Linked DNA regions of Mus musculus: regions 1, 3, 4, 5, 6 and 7 are each linked to region 2. A link is a contact called in public HiChIP or PLAC-seq and promoter capture Hi-C data. All regions are on one chromosome and are shown on one strand. Each heading gives the region's core, a stretch centred on a gene start, on an enhancer-like site or on the middle of the called end of the contact. The rest is flanking DNA. Distances are from core to core; before and after follow the strand shown. Region 1 holds the start of Rpl21 (ribosomal protein L21). Region 2 holds the start of Cpsf4 (cleavage and polyadenylation specific factor 4). Region 3 holds the start of Cdk8 (cyclin-dependent kinase 8). Region 4 holds the start of Mtif3 (mitochondrial translational initiation factor 3). Region 5 holds the start of Polr1d (polymerase (RNA) I polypeptide D). Region 6 overlaps Gm52832 (a long non-coding RNA gene). Region 7 holds the start of Wasf3 (WAS protein family, member 3).

Region 1 (2,700 bases), core at 144-2,643, 1.7 Mb before region 2:
CACAGACATAACAAACTTACCATGTTTCCTAAAAGGCCTAGAGAACATGTACCGGGTGCCTCTCCTCTTTCCCTTTGTGTTCGTCATTTTGGCGAGTTACTGAAACCAGAAAAGTTATCAGTCAAATAACAATTCACAGTTTATGTTATTAACTGTCCCAATAACCACACCCCCAAAAGTCATCTTGTCGCACAGGGCAGGCCCTCTCAACCTCAGCACCTCCGTCAACCTTCCAAATCACAGGAATTGAAAATGGGTGCCCACAATTCCTCTTAGCAAAAGAGGCCAAATTCTATCATTAGCACCATCAGACTGGATGCTAGAACTTAAGCCAATACATTGCAACCTGCAACTCCAGGGTAACTTGAAGACCACCAAACTCAGCCTCTTTGATGCTGTTTAATTCCATTTTACTACAGTAGCTTTCTATCAACAATCTCTTAATCGCACACCTGCACTTTCGAATGCTATTAGGAAGCATGCATAGAAAACCACATTCCAACTAAATTTAAATGCTAATTTAACACCATCTACGAACTTACCTACTACACATATTTAGAACCAGATCGTGTATTCCCACAAACCAACAAGGTTTGGATTACTCCAGTCATCCAGGGCAGAAATACCCGCCATTCCTAACCACAAGGGAAGCTCCAAAGCATGGTGTACTAGACATAACCCCTTGCCCTTGTAGTCTTAAGCAGCCTTAATGTTACCTTCCTTCCCCACGCTCGTCTTCTAGGGCCAAAATTCCTAAGTGTTTCATGTATCCAGAGGAAGGGTCCCCATTACATCATTACCAGGCTGACCCGGCGGGCACCCTCCTCGCCCGAGCCAATTCCAGGCTTCGGCACCCCGGCATCGTTAAGACCCAAGCAGAATCCTAAGTCCCAGCCCGACAGCACATGCTCAAGTCTGGGGTTGGGCGGACGCCCGGCAACCAAGACTGCGCCAGGCCCGGCTCCCCCGGATAGAAGCTCCCTAGCATACACCGCCCAGGGCAGTGACCTCCAGACGGTCTCCCCACGCCCCTAACACGCAGTCTCTGCGGCGTGGGCGCCACACGCAGCGTGTGTGGAGAACAAGACGAGAGAGCCACGCGCGTACCAACCTGGAAGATGGCTGCGGCGGCCGAAAGGAGGAGGGCGGGGCTGCGCGCTCTTACAAGGCCCGAGGGCTGCCCGCGAAGCTGCCTGAAGAGAAACGCCGGGCCCGCGAGGCTGGTCGAGAGAACCTCATCGTCCCGATAACCTGGAGACGCCGTGAGGACACGCTCCCCGGCGCAGATTAAAGGCAGCAGGCCAACAGAAACTCACTCAGGCATCCTGCTAGACATCCCGGAATGGGGCCCTCGCGGGCGTGGAGCCGGACGCGACTTCCGTAGCGTGCTGACGTTACCTTGCGTCGTGTGACGTAGGAGGCACCGCCTCTCTGGGTTGCCCAGCGTTTTGCGGTGTGGTACTTGTTAGTGTTAGTGTCTCCTGAGTTTCCAGGCCATCCTGAGCCACATAGGCGAGACCCTGTCTCAAACAAAACAAAACGCCTCACTTTGGTTTTCTTTCCTCTCATACCTGTAGCTCGAGCCTATCTAGAGACTAGCCTATCTTGTCTATTAATTGTACAAAATAATAGGTTTCATTTTGACATCTTAAGACAGGCGTGTGTGTAAAGTACTCTCATCATAGGCACCCCATTAGCCTTTTCCTTCCCTTCCTGTCTCCCTGGCTGTAGATAAGGGTGTTTAGTCAGTCATACTGGAAGCAGTATTCCTAATAATCTATGGGGATAACCGAATTGGATATTACGAGCGCTCGAATAATAGATGAGGACTTTGAGAGATGAACATTGTTATTTTTATAATAGCTATTCGGATCGTCATTCCACATATGCAGTAGTGCCCCACTTAAAATTGGAGACATTAATTTCTGTCCTTAGTATGCGTTCTTGGGAAGGTAATTCCCACCTTCAGCAAAACAAGAAACTAGCGTGCTGGTTCAGCCAGGAGGCTGGAGTGAGTGCACGTCTTAAGCTGAGATCTCTGCCAAGCCATGCTCACGGACAGCCTGCTGACCGGAGTCTTCTGCCTGCTTCCAAGCTTCATCCTTGAATATTTATGAACTCTGAAAACCACTGTATCCGGCTAATAAACCCCAATAATAAATTCGCTAAAATCCAGCGAGTGACATATCCAGCCAGGGTTAGGTTCTGCTGTTTGAAATCCCTACATGATGACCATTTAATTGGAAGGTTCTGTAATAAGACTGAAGCCCTAGCCGGGCGTGGTGGCGCAGGCCTTTAATCCCAGCACTTGGGAGGGCAGAGGCAGGCGGATTTCTGAGTTCGAGGCCAAGGCTGGTCTACAGAGTGAGTTCCAGGACAGCCAGGGCTATACAGAGAAACTCTCTTGAAAAACCAAAAAAAAAAAAAAAAAGAAAAAAAAAGACTGAAGCCCTATCTCAGTGTGTGAAAAACATAACTGATTTAATTAACCAGGAGTTTAATCCGAGGCTTCAATTATTGAGCAAACTTTAATATCTATGACCAAATTATGTACGGTTACTTATAATTAATTTTTATCTTGGTCATAACAAAATTTTATCCCCAAGGCAATTTTTGTTTGATTTTGAGATAGAGTCTCATTGTGTGGCTATGACTTATTTGGAACTCAGAGGAATCTGTCTCCCTCTGCTTTTTGAGATC
Region 2 (2,700 bases), core at 72-2,571:
TTCTGGATTTTGTTTGTTTGTTTTTGTTTTTTTCCCTTCAAGACAGGGTTTCTCTGTGTAGTCCTGGCTGTCCTGGAACTCACTCTGTAGACCAGGCTGGCCTTGAACTCAGAAATCCACCTGCCTCTGCCTCCTAAGAGCCATGATTAAAGGCGTGCGCCACCACTGCCCGGCTATTTCTGTGTTTTTTAAAGAAACCCAAATCTTTACTTCAAGTGCACACTTGCCTCCACAGGTTTGTGGATCTATTGCCCCACACAAATGTTCCATGGTCTCAAGGCAGTGCCATCAAATTGAGTAAAAACCTAGTGCTTAAAAGGCTAGCCTGATCTATAGAGTGAGTTTCAGGACAGCCAGGGCTATACAGAGAAACTCTGTCTCGAAAAACAACAACAACAAAGAGTAGACATATGTGCAAGGACGACCTGGCCAAAGAGGACAGTTCTGTCTGAATTGAAGCAGCTCCCCCAAACGGAAGATATATCCCACCAGAACAGGAAAACCATCTCATCACATGAAGAGGGACAGTAAATATAGCTCGGTCTAAAGGTTCGCTGGGGGCCTGAGTTGGGACAGGTGACCCGGAGGTGGGGTAGTGAGGAAAACGGACAATTCCAGGACAGGGAAGGATTTCCCAGGAGCTAGACTAAAGCAAGCCTGGAATATGAGGGTCTACTTGGAGTCTTCGACAGTCAGATACACTCAGACTCTTCTACCGCCTAGTTCTGATGAAAGTAGAGAGGAGCACGCTAAGAGGTGGAAATGGGGGACATTCTAAGACTTTGCTGAAGTTGGAGCAGGATGGGAGAAGGCAGTTCCACTTCAGGATGACACGCGTTCACTGGAGAATTACGCGAACAACCGACACAGTCCTGCTGTCCCGAGGATTGCCACGGAGCAGTCCCCGGGGATCAAGGATCCAAGGAAAGGTCTCCCCGAGTTCAAGTGACACCGGGAAGTCCCAGGACGGAAGCGGAGGAACTAGGCGAGGGTCCCGGGTTCCAGGGCCCAGGGCTGGGGTAACCTCTGGTCAGAATCAGACTCGCCCACCCACCCGCCGGGCCCCGCACTCACTATCCATGCCGGGGAAGGGCAGCGGCTGCGCCCCGAGCTGCTGCTCCACGGCGATCTCCAAGTCGAACTTGATGTGATCTACGCTGGCGATTATTTCCTGCATGGCGGCGGCGGCGGCCTCGGGCCCAGCTCCCCCTCAGGTCTCTCAGCCGCTCTCCGCAACTCACGCTACCTCTCCCCGTCCCCTTCTCGCTTGCCGCCACCGCCGCCGCCGCAGCCGCCGCCCCGCGAGGGATGCCGGGAGCGCTGGAGCCCGCGCCGGCCCTTTTTTCCCATCCAGACTCAGCCAACGGAGCTCAGAGTCCGGCCACTCCTTCAGGCCTGACTAGCCGCCGACCGATCGCCTGTTTCTTTCGGTTCTGTATCTTACACAAGAGGCGGCGACGCAAGTGCGCCTGCGCGGGATCTCCGTAGTCTGTGCTGAGGGCAGGAACGCTGTCTCTGGAGCCGCGGTCCCTCGACTCTGAGGACGTCTCACTAGGGGCTCGCCGCTTAGAACGCTCAGAGTGAGTTTCTGTTCAACCCTCATAGGAAACCCGGAAGCCGGGTGGAAATTGGACCTGAGGGACTTTGTCCAAGCTCAGATGCGAAAACGGAGGATCTAAAGGCCTGGGGAGAGGAAGCAAGGGGCGACCTAGGGTCCCAGGTCTCTCTGTGGGTGTAGCTCTAATGCAGACGTTTAAAAGTCGGGTAAGGGGGCAGGAGGTGTGGCTCAGTTGGTAAAGTGCTTGCCCCACCACCGCATAAGCCGGTAGTGTTAGTACAGACTTGTAATCCCACTAACTGGCAAGTGGAGGCAGAAGGGTCAGAAGCTCAAGACCAGACTGCATTACATGAGACCCTGGAGAGCGAGTCAACCTAGTAGAGCTAAGCCTCAAAATACCGTCATACCTCTTTTCCCTGTTATTATGTCTTGTTTTTGTTGTTGTTTGTTTGTTTTGTTTTTTTATTAAAGGGCTTCAAAGTAAGCAGGCCCAGCACAGCCTAATAAAAATAGAATGCGAGGGTGAGAGGGTGTAGCTCTGTGAGAGGGAGCATGTGCATATATGTGCCTTCCACACCACTCGAGTGCAGATTAGGGAAAAGCTTGTACCACAAGTCCTTCCAAGTATGTTCAGGAATCAAGCTCAGGTCACCGAGCTCTGCAGTAAGCACCTTTATCTGCTGAGACCCTCTTGAGCCTCTTGTTGTTGTTGTCGAGACTGGGGATCTCTAGGTAGCCCTGAGTAGCGTGGACTCACAGTTGTAGACCAGACTGGCATTGAACTCATAGAAATTCTCCTGCCTCTGTCTCCCTGGTGCAGGGCCTAAAGGCATGGCCCATCACGACTTACTCTTACTTTTTAAAGACAATCTCATGAAGCCCAGGCTGGTCTTGAAGTTGACATTATAGCTGAGGGTGACCCTGAATTTCTGACTCTTTTCTACCCAGCTGAGATAGTAAGTTTGACTGATCTCCCACTCCCCACCCTGCACAGAGCCAGGTCTTCCTAACTCAGAGCCTACCCTCTGAGTAAACTTGTCTCTCTTTTCTGACTCTTTTTAAAAAAGATTTGTTTGTTTATTTATTTATTTATTTAATGTATGTGAGTACACTATAGTTGTACAGATGGCTGTGAGCCTTCA
Region 3 (2,952 bases), core at 366-2,865, 1.1 Mb before region 2:
CTCCTGTGAAAATGAAAAAAGTCATTTCCCAAGCAGTCAAGTAGCAACTAGCCAAATAACAGACGCTCAAAGAAAGCTGTTTCTAATAAATACAAAAAATTATATAATAAGCTATGATAATCTTCCCAATAACTTCCTAGTGTCAAAGGCAGAGATAATATCTATTTGTACAAGAGGGAAATGGGAAATTATTAAATATTTTCTCCCAAACTAAGAAGGCCTTTCCCTTCTGGCGATGTCATAGCGCAATCATCTACTGATGAAAGAGAATGGAGCCCGTTCACTTCACTCAATCCATGAAGCAAAACTGAGTGTCACCAGCCATAGGTTTGATTTTTCTTTCTAGAAGAGGCTATTTAAAGCAAAAGGATTAAAGTTCACTGGCAGCTGATAGATTCTGCTTTAAGAGCTTGCACAACATAGCCCCTATCTGTCACTTGCTTTTTTTCCCCACACACCATCCACTCTGCACCAAATCCCCATTGTTCTATATAAAAACTCACAGCTAATGATACCTGAATAGCAACTGCTACATTTACATTACAGATGATCCTTCATGGAACTCTACAGACCCACATTTACTCGATGTCTTCTTTCTCCCATCAAATCCAAATTTGGCCACCAACTGATCACAACTGATAAGGGGAAAAGATCAGAGCTTCTCTTCCAGACTGATGGATATCACTCCAGAGCCAGATGAGTTAGTCCCCAAAAGGTTACCGGATAAATCAACCAAAGAAGAACAGATTTATTTAAACGGGCATCTTATAACCATCTTCTTTAAAAAAAAAGAAAACTATTCTGTACAGAAATTCACACAAAAAAAGAAAAAGCAAAAAAGGTACACACTGCCCACGAGACAGAAGGTCCGTCTCCCTCTTGCACGAAGGGTTTCTTGTGAGTCTGGATTCCTGGGACACCACTTCCTCCCCAAAGCAGGCTGGCCAGGACAGAGGCAGTCTTGGAGGAAGTGGGGACCCCGACATCCGAGCCGGGCACCTGCCTCCCAGCCTCGAGGACACCCGCAGCGACACCCACACTCACCCATCTTTCCTCTTCGCCTTGTAGACGTGCCCGTAAGTGCCTCGACCAACTTTGCAGCCCTCGTATTCAAACAGGTCCTCGACCCGCTCCCGCTCGCTGCTCAGCTTCACTTTAAAGTCATAGTCCATTGTCACAGCCTCCAAGGCCGGGGTGCTGGGGCGGGGGGCCGAGGGCCGCGGTGGGGACCGGGCCGCGCAGCAGCCGCAGCCCCCGAGCTACACCCGCCGGCCGCAGCACCAGCCCGCCTCACGAGGCGACGGCAGGAGGCCCCGCGCGGGCGCCGGGGACATCCAGGGGAGCGCCGGGCGGTCCCCGCGGGCGCGCGACAGCCGAGGGACGCGCTGGGGGCGGGGAGCAGCGTCCGCCCTTGTCCCCGCGCTCCCGGGGCGCCGGCTCGCGCGCGGTTGGCCGCGCGTGCTGCTGCGGGTGCGACGCGGGGCGGCCACGGCTGACTCTGCTCCTCGCCCACGCGCGTCCGCGCCTCACCTTCTCCCACACGCGCTCACGAACACTCAGGCTGCCATCCGCCCGGACAGACCAGCGACGCCACACAACAGCCGGTAGCTCCTCCGAGAGAGGAGGAGGAGAAGGAGGAGGAGGAGGAGGGCGAGGAGGAGGAGGAGGGAGAGAGAGGACGAGCGCGGAACACGGCAGCCGCTGTCGTAAAAACGTCGCGAAGCCTCGCGCTGCCTCCGCCCCACCTGTGAGCGACTCCGGAGCTGGCAGCCGTCTCTTCTGACGCCGGCAGGCGAAAGGGCCTCGCTCAGCCGCGGAGCGGAGCTGCTGACAGACTTACCACGTGGACTAACCCAGTCGCCAGTGCGGCCAGAAACTCCAAGGCTCAAGTGCACGGGTGGCTGCAGAAGCAGTCTTTACCACGACGCCGCGAATTCAGAACGTTGCATGATGGGATTGGTAGTCCGTCACGCAACGAGTTTCTGCTGCATGGAGATTATTTTTCCCAAAGCCGCATCTCTACAATCCAATTTACTTAGCCCATATAAACTTAGCAAAAGACACCTGTTAGGTCGTGGGGGATGGGGGGTGGGGGGCGGTTATTTTGTATTGAAGTCACTTCTGAACTCCAGGATTTAGAAAAGGGCAATTACTGCTCCCCACCCCCACCCCAAAGACTCCAGGTTTTTCCTTTCGTAGCCTCAACCTGTTTCTAAATACTACAATAAACTACGTGGTTGTATTTAAGATTTCTCTTCTTTCTTTGACATCTTTATACCACGGGGGGGGGGGGGGCGGTGGGGGGGGGAACTTAGTGAAGGGGACTGGGGAGATGGGTTAGAGTGCTAGAACGCTTGCCACGTGTTGTAATTTGATTTCTGTTGCTGTGATAAAACACCATGTCCACATATAACTTGGCGAGGGAAAGATTTATATCAACTTACAGGTAACAGTCTGCCACCAAAAAAGCCAAGACACCTGTTTAAAGAGGAAAAAAAAAAAGCTTTTAATCCACACATGTTTAAGTGTGCCTGTAATACTAAAGCAAGGGAGACAAAAAATAAATAAATAAATAAATAAATAAAATAAATAATAAAAAAGGCAGGATCTCTGCAGCAGGATGACCGGCTAGCCTTACTGAAATGGTATGCTCTCAAGGTTCCATGATAGACATCAACCTCTAGACTCCAGACGTATGCACTCATGCTTATACTTGCACACATCTGTGCATACACAAGAATGCTTATAGCCGGGCGTGGTGGCGCGCACCTTTAATCCCAGCACTTGGGAGGCAGAGGCAGGCAGGATTCTGAGTTTGAGGCGAGCCTGGTCTACAGAGTGAGTTCCACGACAGCCAGGGCTACACAGAGAAACCCTGTCACGGAAAACACAAACAAACAAACAAAATACGCTTATACACACAGGCAGATAAATTGGCAGAAATATCAAATA
Region 4 (2,705 bases), core at 124-2,623, 1.8 Mb before region 2:
TGGGGCTGGAGAGATGATGGCTCAGCGGTTAAGAGCACTGTTCTTCCGAAGGTCCTGAGTTCAAATCCCAGCAACCACATGATGGTTCACAACCATCCGTAATGAGATCTGATGCCCTCTTTTGGGGTGTCTGAAGTGTACTTATATATAATGAATAAATAAATCTTTTTAAAAATGGGTAGTGATGGCAGTGTATCATGAGGGTGTCTTGAGGATTAAACTAACTCAATACAGGCTAAGTGTTTAGAACTGTGGTGCTTATGGAAACTTTATCACAAATGTGAGCACTTACAACTGTTATGGACCTGTCTATCCAAGAGGTGGTCTCCACACTTTATTTGCACAACTATGCTTCTATCGTCCCATGGAGGACTAATGCTGGCAGAATAAAAAGTATCTGTAATTCTTCATTTCACTTAGGAATGGCTGACATGCAGAGCCCAGCCCTGGCCTTTGGATCATAAAGAATTGCTTCAGCTTTTGCCTGTCACAGATACAAGGCTCATGGGCCAGAGGCTGTGATCTGATGAAGAAAGGGAGACTTGGATGCGGCTCTAAAGCTATTTAAGGATGACCCAGGTTCCTCACCTGCAATAAAAGGATGGTATTTTGATGTACCAGTAATAGTTGCAATCAGATATTACCCTGATTGAGTTATTTGGTGAGGATTAAACAAGACAAGATGTATAAATTATATGTTATAGACACGTAGTCTGTAAATGAGGGACATTCAGCGGCTTCTCTAAGGAGTTCCCTGTTGAAGAATGGGGAAAAGCAGGGACTTAACGCCAAAGTAGGGGACAGTCAACAGCTTGGTAACAAGGGTGCAGGGCCCCAATAGCCTGAAAGTGCAACACCCAGGGGCTCGAAGTTTCTGACCATCCTCTTGCCTGACTCTGGCCAATGCGGTCAATCATCCCACATGTGGGTGGTCTGTTATGATTTCTCCCAGTTCTGACAGTAATCGAACCTGAATCCATCTCTTTTTCTCAGAAGAGAGCAATCTTGAGAGCGAGGGTTGCACCCTGCTACCCAGCTAGAGCTTCCACTAAACCAGATCCGCAGGTGGCAATAGTTTAACACCGCCCTGCAGTTGTCTAGCACTGTAGAAGGCATTATTCAACATTATTAATGTAACTGGCGGAAGCGATGCAGTGACTGTTCCAGGGACTCTATATTTTAGCGTTCACTTGGCCTTTGGAGCAGCAGGTTAGTAGCAAATCTCTCAGTTTCACTCAGGCCTGCTGCACGATTCTTTTTTTTTTTTTTTTTTTTTTTTTTTTTTTTGTCGGAGGGCTTTATTCCATTAGTGGAATCCGCAGGCCGCAGCTGCACCCTCCCTTTAAGGGACTCAGGAAGTTCCGCCTGCTACGGAAGCCGACGCGGTGCTCCGGCGGAGTCCAGGTACGGACCTGCTAGTTCTTCCTGCTCGCCTACCCCGGCCCAGGTAACGCTGAGGTGAGGGCTTGGCGACGGGGCTGAGGTGGGAATGCATGTCCTGGGAACATTCTGTGCAGAGAGCCCTCCGTGGACGTGGGGTGGCGGCAGCACCAGCCTTCGGAGTCGAGACCAGTTGCCGAGCTGCCAATAATCACTTGCTCGCCAGCCTAGCCAGTTTCGCTGTTTGTGTGCGCGCGCACGCTCCTTCCACGGATTTGGGGGGCAAGGTGGGGGCGTAGGACAACTGGCATCCTGGTGGCATGGCGTCCTGGTGGGCGTGTCTGCTGCGGACCCCTTGTGAGCGTTTTGGGATTTTTTTTTCCTTTAATTTTTGATGTTTTTGCAACAGGGTCTCACTATTTATCTCTGGCTGTCCTGAAACGCACTCGGTAGACCAGTCTGACCTCAAACCTATAGAAATCCTCCTGCCTCTACCTCCGAAGTGCTGGGATTAAAGGCGTGCACCGCTCGCCGTGTCAGGACTTTTGAAATTCCTTCCGGAATTGAAGGTGAGAGAATTCAGTCATAGGATGAAGCCAACGTCATTTTCGCAAAATATGGATTCTACTAGAACCCATCCTTTCCTTCGGGAGTGAATATAAGCCCTCAATATGTCAATGTGAGCTTGTGATTATGAAGTGTAACGATTCAGAAAAAAAGTAAAGAAATAAGTGGTAGAAATAAGCTCCCGTCAGGCCATATCCCGTCAGGAATAAAGCCTTATCCCTCGGAGGCAGAGGCAGAGGCAGGCTGATCTGTGAATTGGAGGCCAGCCTGGTCTCCATAGTGAGATCCTGTCTCAGAGAGAAGGAAAGAAAAAAGAAATCAGTATCATTAGGTTGAAGAGCTGCTCAGTAGGCAAGGCAGAGTTCAGTGTCTGGAACCTAAAGGTGGAAGGAGAAAACTCAGTCCACAAGGTTGTCCTTTGACCTCCACACTGGCACCATGGCATGGGTGCCCAGACACATCAGACAGACAGGCAGACAGACACACAAGCACCCTTACCCACTGAGCCATCTGGCTGGCCCTGAATCTTTGCTTAGTATTAGATAGTGTAGGCTGTGAGCATAGTCAACACGTTTCCGAGTTAACTGATACAGTTTCATAATTTTTAGTGTTGTGAAGGCTGCACTGATGAATAGTGTTAGTGTGTTTAGGCTCACTTTAGAAATTATTGGAACTCCCGTACTAATCACAAGCCATAATTTATTATTTATTATTACTGTTGTTGTTGATATTGTATTAGGAAACTCAAGTTTGGAACT
Region 5 (2,700 bases), core at 23-2,522, 1.9 Mb before region 2:
TATCTGTTCCAGCTGCCTGGACCATTTCCAGGGCTGTCTTCCTCTCGCCTTCAGCCATTGAGGTCTTCAATCCTGATATTTTTCTACACACATATTTTTTTTGTAAGAATAAGATCACATGGAATATCGTTTTCTGATTAACTTTTTATGATTCACTGCCTCATTCTCCTGCCTCCACACTTCTAGCCATAGATATTTAACTCCAGTTTTTCCCTACTTCATTTGACTCCAGCAAAGAGGGGGAGGGGTGTCATCTCAGAAAAAAAAAAAAACCCCACCAAGTTAAATGTTTGCAAAATCTTTCTTGGGATAGAGCAAAAGAAAGGGGCAGAGTTACAATAGGGTAGGCCCTGCTGCAAGATGAAAAGGGAGTTGACAGGTATAAAAAACACGATTACTTTAGCATAAAAATGGCAACCACAAGTTATCAGGGTGGCAGGCTCAGTTACGGCTCCCATTTGAAAGAGGTAAGGAAACTACTAAGTTAAAGGAAGTGAAAAGTTTAATAGGAGGGAGAATTTGGTGGACAGAGAGAATTTACGAGCAGTCTGCACAGAGCGGAGTTGCAGTAACTTTAGCCAACTTAAACACGCCAGGCCCGCCACTCGGGACGGCTGGCCCGGTGCGTGACCTTACAACGAGGCAGTTCTAATGGGGGTGGTGGCAGTTTGGGACTTACAGCATGATTCCCAACTTCTCTCCCCTCCCGGATGGCTAGCATCCCTCTGGGCTTTTCTGTTACAAATAAACCCACGGCTCCTCCCTCTTCCCAACCCGGCCCGCTCTACTCTCTCTCCTTCCTTCCCCAGCGCCTGGGGTCAGGCCTAGCCGCCACGCCGGGCCGCAGTCGGCCGCGTGCCCCTTCGCCACCCGCTTCGCTGGCCCGACCCGCCGCCCCACTCCACTCTTCCCCTCCACCCTTACCTCTCCAGCTCCTGATCGTCTTCCATCGCGGGAGGTGGGGGTGGCGGCTCCAGGAAATCCTCAGGTGGCGCTGGCGAAATGGAAGCTCTTCCCCATGTCGCGAAAGGTGCGGGACAAGGCAGGAAGGAAGAAACCACCGACGGAAGAAGCGGATGACGGAAGGAGGGGGGCGGAGCCGCAGCGGCGCGGCAGGGCCCTCTGTGGGCGGGGCTAAACCGGGTCCCGCCCCCGACCACGCCCAGGCGCGGGCAGGACGGTTCACCTGGAACTGCGGAAGCTAAGCCAGCTGCCGGGCACAGCCAGCCGGTCCCCAAGTGCCACTGAAGAGCATAGGCTCTCACCTGTCGCCCCGAGACACCTGCTATTTAAAAAGAGTCAGAGTCGGATCTCTGGCCTGCTAGGCTCTCCAGGAACCCGACTGCCCCAGGGCTGGCTATTCCCAGGACTTGAGTCCTCAGGGGCCTTTCATGGGGCACCTTGAAAAAGCAGAGAGACTGTTGTGCAGAGATGACTCTCCTGACGATACTGTGGGTTTTAAAAATTTTTCTCCCTGGGGTGCAAATGTACATCTCCACTAGGTGCAAGGGCTGCGATGGTCTTTCTTTTGCGAGAGAAGTGAGAGTTTGGAGCACCGCCCTCCTTCCTCGGGAGCTCACGCTGTGGGACTGGCAGCTCCTTTTCCCTTTGATCCCAAGGAACCGCCCTTCTTCTCAGGTGCATCCTCCCAGCTCCCACCTGACCCTGGCCAGGCTGGGTCCCCGCCCCACCCAGCTGTCCCCTCGCCCTGCACACCTACACGTCAGCCGCCCCCCGCCACCTGTTCTCCCTCAGCCTGGTCCCGCAGCCCTCCCCTCCCTTCAGCTGTCCCACGCCCGGCGCGGCGCTCCAGGGGTGCACGCAGACACTTCCCGAGCGTTTTCTCTGTGTGTCTGAGAGGGAGAATCCGGCCGGGAGCGATGGCGGAGGGCGGAACGCGCTCACTCTAACACGGGGGTGATGAGCAGGGCCGACTCGGCCCCTCGAACTCCTTGATTGGTCGAGAGGCTCCGAGCCCGCTCTTAGTCCCGCCTTTGTCCGCCGTTGATTGGCTCAGGTGCGTGTCGGGTTGGGCCTCTGCGCTCGCCCCCTAGGGGAAAGGCAGCAGGGGCGGTTGAGAAGTAAAGTCTTGGCCGGACTTTGCTTCTCGCCAGGAAATCGGCGGCGGCGAGTCCCAGCGGAGCGGAGCCGGGCGGCGTCCTCGTCAGCGCTCCCGCGGGGAGCCCGCCGCTTTCCCTCAGTGAGTTACTTCGCCTCAGGTGCGGGCGGTGACGGGGTGTGGCGTCAGGGTAGGGGGGACCATCTGGGGGACCGCTGGGGGCCGCGTGCTGTCTGGCCCGGCCCGGTGCGGGTGCGGGTTCCAGGAACCCCGATGCAGGTCTGCGCGCCTCTCGCTTTTCAAGACATGGAGGTTTGGGAACGAGTTCTTGCACTTTGCGTCTGCACGTTGTCTGGAGCCAGAGTGGCGCTAGCTAGTTGCCCTCTGGTTTTGTTTCCTGGAAGGGATGAGCAGAGAGGCACCCTCCTCCTTGCCCCAGCCTGTTGCGGGGGAATTCTCACCTTTCTCTTCAGATTTGACATGTTTGGGAGCGTGGGGGGTATAATTTCCAAAATATGAGTCCCGATTTGGAAGCATTTGCGCACAAAGCACCTCTTGGGAAAGACATCGCTGGCTTTTCAAAGCTTTCTGCCACGTTTCACGCAAGGACTTTTTAATGGAGTGTTCTAGTATTTCCGTTT
Region 6 (2,700 bases), core at 23-2,522, 1.1 Mb before region 2:
AATGGCAATAATAGAGGAGTAAGTCTCCTCAATTTCTTTTTTTTTCATTAATTTATTTATTCACTTTACATCCCAACCAAAGCACCCCTCTCCTCCCCGTTCCTCCCTCAGACAGCTCTTTCCCCATCGTCCCTCGCCTGCTTCTCTGAGAAGGGAGAGGCCCTCCCTAGGTACCAACCCATCCTGGCATATCAAGTCACTGCAGGACTAGGCACACCCTCTCCCACTGAAGCCTGACAGTGCAGCCCAGTTAGGGAAACAGAATCCACAGACAGATAGCAGAGTCAAGGACAGCCCCATTTCAATTTGGGGGGGACCCACATGAACACCAGGCTGCACATCTATGTGCAGGGTGGAGTGGGGGGTGGGGCTAGGTCCAGCCCATGCTCGCTCCTTGGTTGGTCGTTCAGTCTCTGGGAGCCCCAAGGGTCCTGGTTAGTTGACTCTGTTGGTCTTCCTGTGGAGTTCCTATTCCCTCCAGGGCCCTCAATCCTTCTCCCAACTCTTCCTACAAGACTTTCCAAGCTTCATCTAATGTTTGGCTGTGTTTCGGTCAGCTGCTGGGTGAAGAAGGCAGTTATGCTAGGCTCCTGTCTGCAAGCATAGCAGAGAATCATTAATAGTGCCATGGGTTGGATTTCTCCCATGGAATGGGTCTCAAGTTGGGCCAGGCATTGGTTGGCCATTCCCTCAGTCTCCGCTCCAACTTTATCCCTGCACTTCTTGTAGGAAGGACTAACTTGGGGTGGAAGGTTTTATGGGTGGGTTGGTGTCCTCCCCCCTCTACTGGGAGTCCTGCTGACCCAGGCTTTCTTTAGAACACCTGCTGTTTCGCCATATTTATTGGCTGTTCTTGACCTGCAAATGAGCCAAAGCTATTCGCAATAAAAAACAACCTCTCGGTGGACTCTAGTGTCTTGGTCCCTCTGCTTTTTCGAGCCAGGGATATAAATGCCTGCATTTGCCACGCCTCCTCTTTAAATCTCACACACTGTGAGCACTGCACTCCCAATTTCCCAGGAAAGCTGAGCAAGAAATAGGTTGGCTCAACACCAAATCTTTTGAGCATTTAGAACCACTTTGCTCTCAAGCCACCGCTCAATGAAGGTCACCTGGCTGTGTAATTACCATTTAGACTCCTGCTTCCTCCTGTCCCTGGGGGCTGGTGACTCAATCAAGTGCTTCCAGGTGGAGGCAGACAGTGGGTTCTGTGTAAGAATAAGCGTGTCATTGAGACTTAGGAATGCAGAAGAGACTTTGGCCGGGACTGAGACAAAACATTTGTAACCGGGTCACTGCCGTGTGAGCACAGTAGAGTCTTTTCCCAACAGAGGGACAAGGCTGGGATTGTGCAGCTCCTAAATAAATAAATGAGCTGAGAAATGAGTGTTGAGAGGGCCCTGCAACCAGAGAGTACGTTTGGAACACATCGTCAGGAAGTAAATGTCGCCTTTGTCTCCAGGATGACTGAGACTCTCATAAACTCTCAGAGGCACAGAATAAACACGGAAGCGTAGAGAGGAAGTGGGACCCAGGAAAACTACGGCAACAGGATACATTTTTGAGCATCAGAAAGTCGATTTAAGCGCATGGCTTAATTTTCATCTGGTATATAATACTTACCCACTAAACCTCCACTGAAGGAGGAACACGGCACATGTGTAAGCAGTGAGCAGTCCCCGGCCCGCCTGCCTCTTTCTGCTGGAAATGGCAGAAGCCAGTTAAAATACCTCGAAAGTTAGAGTGTTTAATGGCTTATGCAACTTCAGAATTCAAAGGTGGATCAGTTTCTAGGATGTAGGTCCGTGCTGACCCTCCTGGGAATTTAGGGTCTGTTTGCTGACCCCCGCCTATCACTCAATATTAGCTTTATTTACCCCAAGATAAGCAGGAGAGACATCAGAGGAAAACACCAGCCTCCAGCATCGTCAAACTTTGTAATTTTCAATATAAAACACTGATTTAGTCTCAAGTTTAATTTGCATTTAAACCAAGTACCATAGACTAGAGGAAAATCATACGTATAGGCGTGGTATCTACAGGTGTGGTGCACAGCTACGGGGAGGGACAGGAATGGGGTGAGTCATGTTCCTGGCTATTTGTTTGTGGGTGTTATTAGGGCAGACAGCTTACTGAACTTACTAGAAAGGCCCACTGTTTAGAATTAACATCAAAACTCCAAATGACCACGGGATTTCCTCTGGGATAAGAAAAAACTACGATCTAGCCACTCTCTTCTGTCAGCCTCTATACCTAGTGCCACTGGAGATGTGTGTAAAGCTGAGTCAAGTTCCCAGAGTGGTGGGGGACGCTGTGGGTGCCACCTCAGGCCCTCTCAAAAGGCCTGGCCACCCATGCAGGTAAATCCAGGACTCTGGAGACACTAGCCCCATCTGCAGGCACAGCCACCCTCTCCACCTTACACTTTTCACCTTCTCTGCTTCGCCAAGGGGAAAATCGGGAGAGCAGGGCTGATCTGCAGAAACTGCACCACGTTCAGAAAGCACAAGCTACTGGCTTGGAGCTGTATCAGCCCTGGGGCCACCCACTCCAAACTGCATTCAGCCTGAAGTCCTCTGAAAGGAATCGGATGACCAAGGCAAGGCTGTATCTTTTCTAAGTTTGGCAGCCCGAGGAGAGAGGATGCTGTCTTCTCTGCTCCTGAAGCATCTGCCCCACCCCCCCCCCCTCAAAACAGAG
Region 7 (2,866 bases), core at 306-2,805, 1.2 Mb before region 2:
CAATTTTTGAAATTACTAGCATCCATCAATGGCAATAAGACTATAAAATATAAGCAAACAGATCCAGCAATGCAAGAAAGCAGTGTCACTGTGCAGATGTAACATTTACAGGCAGATCTAGAGCAAGGTTCTGTTTGGTATACGGGTCCAAGCGGTAAGTCGCCTTTGCAATCCAGTGAGCTTTGAACATCTAAAACAGCACAACTTTCTTAAAATCAACTCAGCGGAGCTTTTAAATTCAGGAAACTGAGCGCTACAAGACAGCTATCCGAACCCTGGGAGAAGGAAGCAGAGAAGACATGATCTTTAACTGCCTTTGGGAAAGGTCAAACCAGCTCGCTCCGGTTTAACCTCTCAAGCAGATGAAAGGACGGACTGAAAAGAGCCACTGCCTGCATTGTCTCGCTGCTTGAATAGGAAAGTTTGGTAAAGCATACACAAAAACAGTCCGTGCCCAGGAGAATTTGCCCTAGACGAGACAGCGAAACAAGTCAAGTACTCTGAACTCGGTTTGCTGTAGAGTCGCAGGTATTTTCGCAGTTTTAGACAAGCCAAACTTTCAAAATGGAAAACATTTCAAATAGTCGGCCTCCCTCCCTTACAAAAACGTGCGTTCAGAATCTTAAAAGTCAAAATGTCATACCCCATTAGGCATTTGAATTTAAGAGCTTCGATGCGAAATAAAAAGGACCCTTTCTAACCTTCGGCTTTTGAAAACTCAAAAAAAAAAAAAATTACTGCTAGGAGATAATCACCATATCAAAACCAGTCCCTAAATGATTTTTAAAAATTCCTATTCCTCTAAACATCAGCCAAGAAGATGACCGGCTACCTTTAACCCCAGGCCTATCCCATAGTTTCTCAATAATTAAGAACTCTGCTCTCCACTGCAGAGAGGCCAAACCAAGAGGGAAAACCGGCATTTGCTGGGAAGTACCAAAGCCAGAGGGGGGAAAGATGAGCTGTCCGGGAGGCTGCGCCATGGACCAGGCCGGGAGCAGCCGGAGCCTCGGTGCACGCGGCCCGCAGGACCCCAGCGCAGGCCAGGCCGCACGCGGGACGGGAGCAATCGGGATGAAGGATGCGCAAGGAGGATGCGGCGCCACCTGCGGCCGGGAGGGACCAGGGCAGGTCGGCAGCCCGAGCGCGGCACCCCCGGAATCCCGCCCCGCGTCCCCCGGAGGTCGGCCCGGAGCCTGGGAAGGACCACAGCCGCACTCACCGCGCCGCGCTCCCGGCTTCATCGTCCTGCCGCCCGCACCGCAGCGCGCAGCGGCGACAGACGCGGCCCCCGGCCCGGCACCGCGCGGCCACGCCCCCTTCACGGCCAGGGGGCTGGATTGGCGAGCTCTGCGGCCAATGGAGAGCCAACGGGAGAGGGCAGCGTAGGCGCTGCGGGGGCGGGGCGTTGCGGAGAAGGCGGCGCATCCTCAGGCCTCCTCCTCCAAGGTGGGTAACCAAGGGGCCTGGGTACCTCCTCTATCTGCAGACCCCTCGGATCCCCACCTGTAGCTTACCCTTCACCTGGATCTTGAGGCCCCTGGTAACACAGGGCTGTCTACCTACCTGTATGTCCTCGGACACGGTGCAGGGCTGGGGATTCACCCAAGCCTGATAGGATTATAGCCCTGTCATCAGTTGGCATTAACCCCTGGAGGTTCAAAAACCCTCCATCTTTTTCATGTTCAGATTCCTCTTCCCTTGGTCTTCACCGTCTCCAAATCCTATTCTCCCCACCTACGAGACACACAGCCTATTAAATAGGGTAGTCTTGAACCACCAACTTATCCTGGTCTCCGGTAGTGCGGGATAACTGAGGCAAAAATAAACAAGACCAGGAGAAAGTGGGGGTTGCGGGGGGGGGGGGGGAGAAGATAGCGTGTTCTCCTAAGTTCCAAAGGAAATGAGCTTTACTGCATCAAAACACGAATGTTACACATGTCCTCTGTCTTTATTTACAAATCGAATCACAAAATAGAAAGCTATATTTAAAAAGCTCAAGAAAACTGATTCGGGTGGTCTTTAAGACGTGATAAACAAGCCAGTAGTAAATGCCTAACAGTTGGTAGACATTTTAGCAGAGTTCACACTGACACAAAGATAGCAGAAAAAAACACGCACCGTTCACAAAATCTGCACTGCTTTCAAGGGATTTTTAGAGCTCTATCCTCGCTTTCCATATCATAGCAATTTGGAATATACAGGTAAACAAGACGTCAGCTCTCCAGTATTATAAACACTGACACGGGGATATATTTATGCCCAGCCCAAAGACAACTTGACATTCAAATTACAACTGCCTCTCCTCCTTTTCGTCTGCTCTTACCCAGGGAAGCAGCTACCATACGTATTTACGTACATTCAGGTCATTGATGGAGGACACAAAAATCTGAAGATACAGGAGTATCCAGACTGCCTTTCTTGTGGTTGCTAGTCACATTTACTGAGTCCTCTCACTTCAGTCCCCCTTGCCTTACCTGAGCTGCCTCTAGACTTACTTAACTCTGAACATGCCGTGACCCTTAATGGTGCGGCTCTGGAGTGTTGACACTTGCTGCATCGGGTCACTTCCTTTTAGATCCCAGTTCCCTGACAAACTCAGTTTATTCTCTGCTTATGTCCAGTGAGATACCTTGTACTGTGTCAAACAGAGTATGTAGTACATATAACTTACTGTTGGTGTCTTTGTTAGGGTGTCATCGCTGTGAAGAGACGCCACGACCAAGGCAACTCTTATAAAAGCAAATGTTTAACTGGGGCTGGATGGCTGTGTCAGAGGTCTAGTCCGTTATCATCATGGCAGGAAGCATGGCAGCATCCCGGCAGACGTGGTGCTAGAAAGGAAGCTGAGAGTTCTACATCTTGA

The links. Promoter capture Hi-C pulls out the DNA fragments that hold promoters and counts their contacts. HiChIP or PLAC-seq counts read pairs in DNA pulled down with a chosen protein or histone mark.
Region 1: a promoter capture Hi-C map of stem cell-derived epiblast-like cells shows a contact between it and region 2, with 3 times the contacts expected there. The contact joins the promoter of Rpl21 here to the promoter of Cpsf4 in region 2. A contact is called at or near these places in 8 of 39 promoter capture datasets (cranial neural crest, embryonic stem cells, frontonasal cranial neural crest and 5 more) and 2 of 115 datasets of contacts at active chromatin or transcription factors (astrocytes and large pre-B cells).
Region 3: a contact with region 2 is called in a promoter capture Hi-C map of the HPC-7 cell line. The contact joins the promoter of Cdk8 here to the promoter of Cpsf4 in region 2. A contact is called at or near these places in 7 of 39 promoter capture datasets (the HPC-7 cell line, cranial neural crest, frontonasal cranial neural crest and 4 more), 1 of 484 Hi-C or Micro-C datasets (B cells), 7 of 115 datasets of contacts at active chromatin or transcription factors (the 230-238 cell line, astrocytes, embryonic stem cells and 2 more) and 1 of 9 other capture datasets (embryonic stem cells).
Region 4: a promoter capture Hi-C map of second pharyngeal arch cranial neural crest shows a contact between it and region 2. The contact joins the promoter of Mtif3 here to the promoter of Cpsf4 in region 2. A contact is called at or near these places in 3 of 39 promoter capture datasets (cranial neural crest, embryonic stem cells and second pharyngeal arch cranial neural crest) and 2 of 115 datasets of contacts at active chromatin or transcription factors (astrocytes and embryonic stem cells).
Region 5: a contact with region 2 is called in a promoter capture Hi-C map of pre-B cells, with 2.7 times the contacts expected there. The contact joins the promoter of Polr1d here to the promoter of Cpsf4 in region 2. A contact is called at or near these places in 3 of 39 promoter capture datasets (the C10 cell line, cranial neural crest and pre-B cells) and 1 of 484 Hi-C or Micro-C datasets (B cells).
Region 6: a contact with region 2 is called in an H3K4me3 HiChIP or PLAC-seq map of stem cell-derived neural progenitor cells, with 7 times the contacts expected there. The contact joins the enhancer-like site here to the promoter of Cpsf4 in region 2. A contact is called at or near these places in 2 of 39 promoter capture datasets (cranial neural crest and hippocampal neurons) and 3 of 115 datasets of contacts at active chromatin or transcription factors (embryonic stem cells, fetal liver and stem cell-derived neural progenitor cells).
Region 7: an H3K27ac HiChIP or PLAC-seq map of embryonic stem cells shows a contact between it and region 2, with 5 times the contacts expected there. The contact joins the promoter of Wasf3 here to the promoter of Cpsf4 in region 2. A contact is called at or near these places in 5 of 39 promoter capture datasets (cranial neural crest, embryonic stem cells, frontonasal cranial neural crest and 2 more) and 2 of 115 datasets of contacts at active chromatin or transcription factors (both in embryonic stem cells).

What each region holds. Positions count from the first base shown.
Region 1 is chr5:146,831,583-146,834,282 of GRCm38.p6, reverse strand. It overlaps Rpl21 (ribosomal protein L21), which reads right to left and starts at 1,393. Exons shown (of 6, transcript NM_019647.6): 1 at 1,112-1,393; 2 at 21-99. The coding sequence starts at 87.
Region 2 is chr5:145,165,834-145,168,533 of GRCm38.p6, reverse strand. It overlaps Cpsf4 (cleavage and polyadenylation specific factor 4), which reads right to left and starts at 1,321. Exons shown (of 8, transcript NM_001291248.1): 1 at 1,075-1,321. The coding sequence starts at 1,177. Ptcd1 (pentatricopeptide repeat domain 1) reads left to right here and starts at 1,430. Exons shown (of 9, transcript NM_133735.2): 1 at 1,430-1,580.
Region 3 is chr5:146,229,913-146,232,864 of GRCm38.p6, reverse strand. It overlaps Cdk8 (cyclin-dependent kinase 8), which reads right to left and starts at 1,615. Exons shown (of 13, transcript NM_153599.4): 1 at 1,045-1,615. The coding sequence starts at 1,172.
Region 4 is chr5:146,962,465-146,965,169 of GRCm38.p6, reverse strand. Mtif3 (mitochondrial translational initiation factor 3) reads left to right here and starts at 1,373. Exons shown (of 4, transcript NM_001256102.1): 1 at 1,373-1,447.
Region 5 is chr5:147,075,918-147,078,617 of GRCm38.p6, reverse strand. It overlaps Polr1d (polymerase (RNA) I polypeptide D), which reads right to left and starts at 1,272. Exons shown (of 3, transcript NM_181730.4): 1 at 925-1,272. The coding sequence starts at 950. Lnx2 (ligand of numb-protein X 2) reads left to right here and starts at 2,046. Exons shown (of 10, transcript NM_080795.4): 1 at 2,046-2,200.
Region 6 is chr5:146,314,098-146,316,797 of GRCm38.p6, reverse strand. It overlaps Gm52832 (a long non-coding RNA gene), which reads right to left. Exons shown (of 2, transcript XR_003956008.1): 2 at 312-1,208. Among named protein-coding and RNA genes, the nearest start is that of Gm52832, 9.0 kb to the right of the region's middle. Within about 2 kb of position 1,272, at least 82 of the 459 cell types and tissues checked have an H3K27ac peak or open chromatin away from gene starts, as enhancers often do. A contact at or near this core is called in fetal liver and stem cell-derived neural progenitor cells, where this site is marked.
Region 7 is chr5:146,383,695-146,386,560 of GRCm38.p6, reverse strand. Wasf3 (WAS protein family, member 3) reads right to left here and starts at 1,555. Exons shown (of 10, transcript NM_145155.3): 1 at 1,223-1,555.